2 separate regions of the Bos taurus genome follow, and region 1 is linked to region 2. Evidence: chromatin contacts called from public Hi-C data. All regions are on one chromosome and are shown on one strand. Each heading gives the region's core, a stretch centred on a gene start, on an enhancer-like site or on the middle of the called end of the contact. The rest is flanking DNA. Distances are from core to core; before and after follow the strand shown.

Region 1 (3,436 bases), core at 632-3,131, 56 kb after region 2:
GGCCCAGGGCCTTGTGTGCATCACTGCCACCTCCGTGCCTTCCTCCAGACGCCACTCAGGGGCTCGTGTTCTCCTGCCTGTGACCCTCACTGCAAACTCAGCTGGGTCCTCCCCGCCTGAGAACTCCAAAGGTCTCCTGAGAGATGAGGGGAAGGGGCAGAAGGACAGGCAGCCCGTGAATGGGACTCGGGTCTGCTGGGTTAGGTAAGCGCGTCCACCTCTGGTGGGGACAGTGTTTGCAGCCCCAGCCCCTCTCGCCACCCCCTTCTATAATAGTAATAATTCTTTCTCAGATATTCTGAGTTTAAAGGGACTCCCTTTTGATCAGGGGCTTCTCAGGTATCGCCAGTGGTAAAGAATCTGCCTGCCAATGCAGGAGACTCAAGAGACACAGGTCCTATCGCTGGGTCGAGAAGATCTCCTGGGGCAGGAAATGGCATCTCACTCCAGTATTCTTGCCTGGGGAATCCCATGGACAGAGGAGCCTGGCAGGCTGTAGGCTATGGAGTCACAGAGTCAGACATGAGTGAGCGTACACACACACATGTCCTTTCAGCCAGCCCAAGCTGCCCTCTCCTGCCTCACCTGCTGTCTGGCTCACGGGCTCGGGGAGAATCTCCTCAAAATAAGACATTTTGGTTGTTTCTCACGGGCTTTGCGCTCTGTGATCACAACCTCTGTGCTGTTTTGTTGTGGCCACTGCCCCGGGCTCAGCATACTGGAGCTGCCTGCGTGGGAGCGGTGCTGGGTGCTTGGGCCACTGCCCGAGGGCAGCTGTTGTGTGTGTGTGTGTGTGTGTGTGTGTGTGTGTGTATACAGCACTCTGTACATAAAAGAAGAAGTACACACTTCTGGTGCAAGGACTGAGTTAGGGGTGGAAAGGAGGTGGAAAATGAAGGTGCCTTACTTTTTCATAAGGAGAAAGTGTTTACTCTTGAGTCTCTTAATTTTATAAACAAAATGTTTACTGAAACCATCGTTTTATTTGAAATCATAATTAGTATTTTCTATTTGTAACACCAGATGTATTAAAGTAATAAAATATCCTCCGTGTGGTCTGCCTTGTCACTGGTTGGGACAGAGATGGCTTTGGTGGTGGGAACAGGCTGGAGGGGTGGGGGCTCGGGGTAGAGGAGGCGGTCCTCCACACTGTGGAAGGTGGTCCTCTGTAGACATCGATGTTACCATGCCAGTGGGTTAGTTTTTAAAGACGAGGCTGCAGACGTTACTGTCTGTCCACGTGGAGACTGCAACTCAAGGCCGGATCAGTGGCTCCAGCAACTTTCCATTCCGAGTGATCCTTTCACAGTGCATGTCAACCACATCAGTCGACTTCAGACCCTCTCCTAGCTTCTTACCTCAACCACAGCCCAGACCTCACCAGAGCCCACAAGACCCCATGCACTGTGGCCCCCACCTTCCTATCTGACCGTCTGTCCTCCATGGTTCTGTTCAGTCTCTCTGCTCCAGCCACACGACCTCCCTGCCGTGCCTTGAATGTGCCAAGCATGTTCCCAGCGCAGGGCCATAGCACCTGCCAGTCCCTGTGTCTGGGGTGCACTGGCTGCAGATGTCCGTATGACTTGTTTCCTCACTTCAGCTCAAACATCCCCTCTCCAGAGAGGCCTCCCCTGCCTGCCACCTCACTCTGTCTTGCTGCCTTACACGATGTTGTGATTGTTGTTTATCCACCGACTGTCTTCCCCACAGGACTGTAAACTTCACTTTGGGGACCTTGTCACTGTGTTCACTGTTCCTTCCTCTGTGCTTGGACCAGTGCCAGGCATGTAGTCAGGGCTCCGGATGCACTGTTGAAGGAAGACCTGGAAGAGTGGGTACCACGCCCCTGAGACCGTCTCCACCCCTGCCTCCCCCTACTTCTCAGTGACCTTCGCAGAAGGGAGGAAGGGATTGCACACTATGAACGAGAGCAGTTTCCGTGGACTCTGGACTTTGCCGTGGCCGAGGCAGCTGCAGGAAAGGGTGGGAGGCCCAGTAGGGAAGCAGGAGAGAGGACCAGGAGGCAGGGAGATAACTCAGGCACTTTTCCTGCACAGCTTATCTTTGCAAGATTTCCAGGAGGAGGCTGAATTTTAAAAATAGATACACAAAAAGCAGCAAAGGTTAGCTGTATAGCAGTGGGAACTACAGTCAATATCTTGTAATAACCTATAATGGGAGATAATCTGAAAATAATATTTGTACTATCTGTGTATGTACATATGTAATTGAATCACCTTGCTGTGTGCCTGAAACATTGCAAGTCAATGATACATCAATAAAATACATATATTAAGAAAAAAATTCCACGGACAGACGAACCTGGTGGGTTAACGTCCATAGCATCACAAAGAAGTGGACAAAACTGAGTGACTGAGCTTCATCATCAACCTACAAAGGACCATCCAGTGATCTCTCAAAATTGCTTGATTTGTACTAAAAACAACCCAAAGACTGCTGTCAGATCTCCCCAGACAGGGACCCAACACAGGAGCCTGTGCCGAGGACTGACAAATAGACTTGACTTCAGTGCCTTGAGCCACAGGAAATTTCAGATTCCTGCTAGTACTGGTGGTCTTTTTCAGGACTGGTGGAGGCACCAGGACTGAAAAAGCCTCCAAAGTGGTGAAAGCCACGTTTAAGGAAAATTTCCCCCAATTTGGATAGTCTGCTGCTGCTGCTGCTAAATCGCTTCAGTCGTGTCTGACTCTGTGCGACCCCATAGACGGCAGCCCACCAGGCTCTGCTGTCCCTGGAATTCTCCAGGCAAGAACACTGGAGTGGGTTGCCATTTCCTTCTCCAGTGCGTGAAAGTGAAAAGTGAAAGTGAAGTCGCTCAGTCATGTCCGACTCTTCGAGACCCCATGGACTGCAGCCCACCAGGCTCCCCCATCCATGGGATTTTCCAGGCAAGAGTACTGGAGTGGGTGCCATCGCCTTCTCCACTGGATAGTCTAGCACCCTTCAAAGTGATAATGGGCCTGCTGTTTTCTCTAGCATAACCCAATAGATGTCCAAACCACTGCAAATTAACGGAAAGCTATATTCATTCTGGAGTGCACATTCAATAGGAATAACAGAGAAAATGAATTCTACATTAAATAGCATTGCAAATATATGTTGAGTCTAATTTAACTTGGGGTTAGGGCTTGACAGTTGCCCCACTATGGATCAGAGTGGCTTCCAGAAGCAGGCTTAAAATTAGCCTCTTTTTATTGTATGGTAGGCCACTCCATGTGTCTGCCCATGAGGGACACTGTATAAATACTCCGGAAGATATAGCAGTTACCAATTATGTTCAAACTCTAGGCACAATACAAACCTCTGTTCATGAATTTGCTTCTAGCAAATCTTCCTTACATCCTTTCCAGCCTGGACATTGCATCCTCTTAAAACATGTGGAGGACAAGGGCCTGAGCACCAGCTGACTGCAAAG
Region 2 (3,431 bases), core at 374-2,873:
TCTTTGAGGTCATTTTTCTGATCTATAAAACGCAGACAAGCAGTAGCACTTACACAACAGAATTCTTGGATGCTTAAATGAGGTAACAGAGTATACATTTCTAGCACAATAGAAATGTTCAGTTTTTAATTGTTAGGATATCCGACACTCTGGGAAGGGTTATCATCTGCCAGGAATGTTTAAAGAGCTTTCAAGCCTTAACTTATCCAAGCCTCAAAACAACTCTGTGAGGTAGGTACTATTATTTCATCATCCCTGTTTTACTGATTTTCCAAGCTACTGAGGCACAGAGAGGTTGGGGTATCTTAGTTTACTAAACAGGCCTGGGAGCAGCTAAGTCGGTGTTTGAACCCAGGGAAGATCTGGGCCCTTATTCCTCCCTAGGGCTGCAATCACCGCAGGCCTGACCTTCCAGAGGCCCTGACTTGAGGGCTTCTCTGCAGAATGGGCTGTGCACCAGCAGGGGGCAGCATAGGGCTGCATGCGTGCAGAGGCCACTTATCGTGCGCTGTGCTGGGCACCTCACCACAAAACCTGCGCTGGGTCTTCAGCGTCTTAGAACTCCCCTCTCTTTTCCGCCCTCAAGTTGTCGCCTAGGAGGCCGCCCGGGGATCCATGAAAAAAGAAGAGTCCTACTCAACAGGTTCAAATCTGAAGTTCCCCAATGTAAGACCAAGTTCGCAGGGAAAGCAAAGAGGGAAAGTGAGTTTGCGCTTCTCGCCTTTACCCCAGGAGCGCAACCAGCCCGGGAAATCTACAGATCTGTCTTTATTCCGAAAGTCCAACAAGGGCTGAGGAGCTCAGCCAAGTGGGCAAAAGTCGAGAATCCCTCTTGGATACCACAGAGCCGTTTGGAGGCGCCGGGCATCCGTGTGGGCGCGCAGGGAATGCGGACTGACAGGGAGGAGACTCTCTTTAGAGGATTACCTTCGCAAAAGCGAAGGGCATTTTCTTGCAGAGTGCCCCGGGAGGGGGCAAATGAATTTGAGAAAGCAGTGCCAGGGTGAGGGGGTTAACCGGGCGGTTTCCATGGTGCCTGGGGCGTGGGGGGGAGGAATGCACCCGCAAGCGGTGGCGAAACAACTGTACTGTCCGGCCAGCGGCTAGAGAAGGCTGGAGGCTGTGGGGGCGGGGTGGGGTGGGGTGGGGTGGGAGTGGGGGTGGGGGGTTCGTAGGGGGGTGGAAGCCGCGCACGGCGGGGGCGGGGCGGTCACGTGTGCGGAGGGGGCGAGGCCGCAAGCCGCCCGAGGAGCAATCCGAGTCGCAGCCGAGTGGCTGCGCCGCCGGGAGAAAACTGACCAGGACCGAGGGGCTGAAGGTGGCAGGACGCCTCCGAGGCACTCAAGGCACCAGCGGCCAGGACCTGGCTCAGGCCGGTGTGCAGCCGGTCTGGGGGACAGCTGTCAGGGACTGAGGACGCCAAGGGAAAGTGAGAACCGAAGCTTGGGGCTGAGCTGAAGAGCCCCACTCGCTGGCTTTTACGCAGGCTGGGGACTCAGTTTATTCCTCCGGAGCAGGCTGGGCAAGTGCCACGTCAGCTCTAGCTGACCAGGCGACACCACTGTCCTTTAAGTCGACTCGAGTTGTCAGCACCTGCTTAGAGTGCCAGGAGAGGCTGCGGTCATGGTGAATGAAGACCCTAACCAACAGGACCACGATGGCACCCCTTCGCAAACTTCGGCGCTCCAGGAGCACCCCAATTTCTCAGTCCACCCCAGCGTCTCGATGCACCCCAGCGTCTCGGCCCACCCCAGCGTCTCGATGCACCCCAGCGTCTCGGCCCACCCCAGCGTCTCGATCCACCCCAGCGTCTCGGCCCACCCCAGCGTCTCAATCCACCCCAGTGTCTCTGTATACCCTAGTATTTCGGCCCACCCAAGTACCTTGGCTCAACCCAGTGGCTTGATCCAACCAAGTAGCTCGGGCCCTGAAGATCTTAGCGTGATCAAGGTGAGCAAGCGCCGGTGGGCGGTGGTCCTGGTGTTCAGCTGCTACTCCATGTGCAACGCCTTCCAGTGGATCCAGTACGGCTCCATCAATAACATCTTCATGAACTTCTACGGGGTCAGTGCCTTTGCCATCGACTGGCTGTCCATGTGCTACATGCTGACCTACATCCCTCTGCTCCTGCCGGTGGCCTGGCTCTTAGAGAAATTTGGCCTGCGGACCATCGCCCTCACTGGCTCTGCTCTCAACTGCCTGGGAGCCTGGGTGAAGCTGGGCAGCTTGAAGCCGCATCTCTTCCCAGTCACGGTGCTGGGCCAGGTCATCTGCTCCGTGGCCCAGGTCTTCATCCTGGGTATGCCCTCCCGCATTGCTTCCGTCTGGTTCGGGGCTAATGAGGTGTCAACCGCCTGCTCCATAGCTGTCTTTGGCAATCAGGTGGGTAGAGGAGTGGGTGGCGTTCACTGCAGAACTGAGGGTGTTCATTGTACCAAACTGCTTCACTGTGTGAAGACTAGCTTTCCGACTTCAGCAGTGTTTGTGACTCTGGCTGACTGTGGCTGGGTGTGACTGAGTGAGTGGATGATTGTGACCGAGCGAGTATGTAAGAGAAGTGGGGAAACGAAAGGAAGGGCCTTTGCTGTCACGGCAGTTTCTCTTCCTCCAGCAGAAACCGTGCTTCTGGAACACATGTTGTCTTTATGATCTCATTCCTGAACTTACTTCACCAGCTTGAACAGGATAGCTCTTCTTTCTCAGGAAATAGCCCCTGGCTGTCAGACTATTCTGTGTCATCGGAGGTTGGCCGGTGTTTTTTGCCTGTCCAACCAGCTTTCCCAGAGTGCAGCATCTCCTACACCGCGTGAAAAGGCAAGAGCAACGCTGGCGCTGCGCTCACCTTCTTTATACACAGCTGGAGCCAGGACAGTGGGAGCAGTGCTTGATGTCAAATGCCTACCCTGAGAGTTAGAGTCAAGTCCAGGAGGATGGAATCAAATTCTTGCTCTGAATTTCTAAGGCCTAGAAGCCATGGGAAGGCCTGGAAAGTTCATATCTTAATCCTTTGTCTTTCCTCCTTAGGGGAAGGAGAATATTAAATCCAGAAAAGTGGGCTTATTGTGAGTCTGATCCCTGTGTCCGAAAGGCTGAAGCAGCTATTTACGGGGTCCTTCTTTATCTGGACCACTGCCTTGGTGGGGGGGTGGGTCTCACTTCTTCCAAAGCGCATGCAGTTTTGGTGACACATCTAACAAATGACCAGGAACCCTTAGTTCTTGAAGGCTTGTTTTCTCTTCCTTGTTTATTACGTTTAGAACAGGGGTCTCAACTTTTGGGCCATGGACAGGTACCTCCTGTCGGATCAGCGGTGGCATTAGATGAGAAATGAAGTGTGCAGTAAATGTGATGAGCTTGAATCATCCCCAAACCATCCACCCTTCCCAGCCTGTGCCAAAATTGTCTTTCACGAAACCTGTCCTTGGTGCCAA

The links. A called contact is a pair of places that touch in the nucleus more often than the background predicts.
Region 1: a Hi-C map of liver shows a contact between it and region 2, with 3 times the contacts expected there. The contact joins the enhancer-like site here to the promoter of FLVCR2 in region 2. A contact is called at or near these places in 3 of 11 Hi-C or Micro-C datasets (blastocyst, liver and skeletal muscle).

What each region holds. Positions count from the first base shown.
Region 1 is chr10:86,818,695-86,822,130 of ARS-UCD2.0, forward strand. It overlaps a transcript of FLVCR2 not described here. Among named protein-coding and RNA genes, the nearest start is that of FLVCR2, 56 kb to the left of the region's middle. Within about 2 kb of position 1,882, at least 5 of the 102 cell types and tissues checked have an H3K27ac peak or open chromatin away from gene starts, as enhancers often do. A contact at or near this core is called in liver, where this site is marked.
Region 2 is chr10:86,762,909-86,766,339 of ARS-UCD2.0, forward strand. FLVCR2 (feline leukemia virus subgroup C cellular receptor family, member 2) reads left to right here and starts at 1,624. Exons shown (of 11, transcript NM_001192143.1): 1 at 1,624-1,682; 2 at 1,773-2,382. The coding sequence starts at 1,624.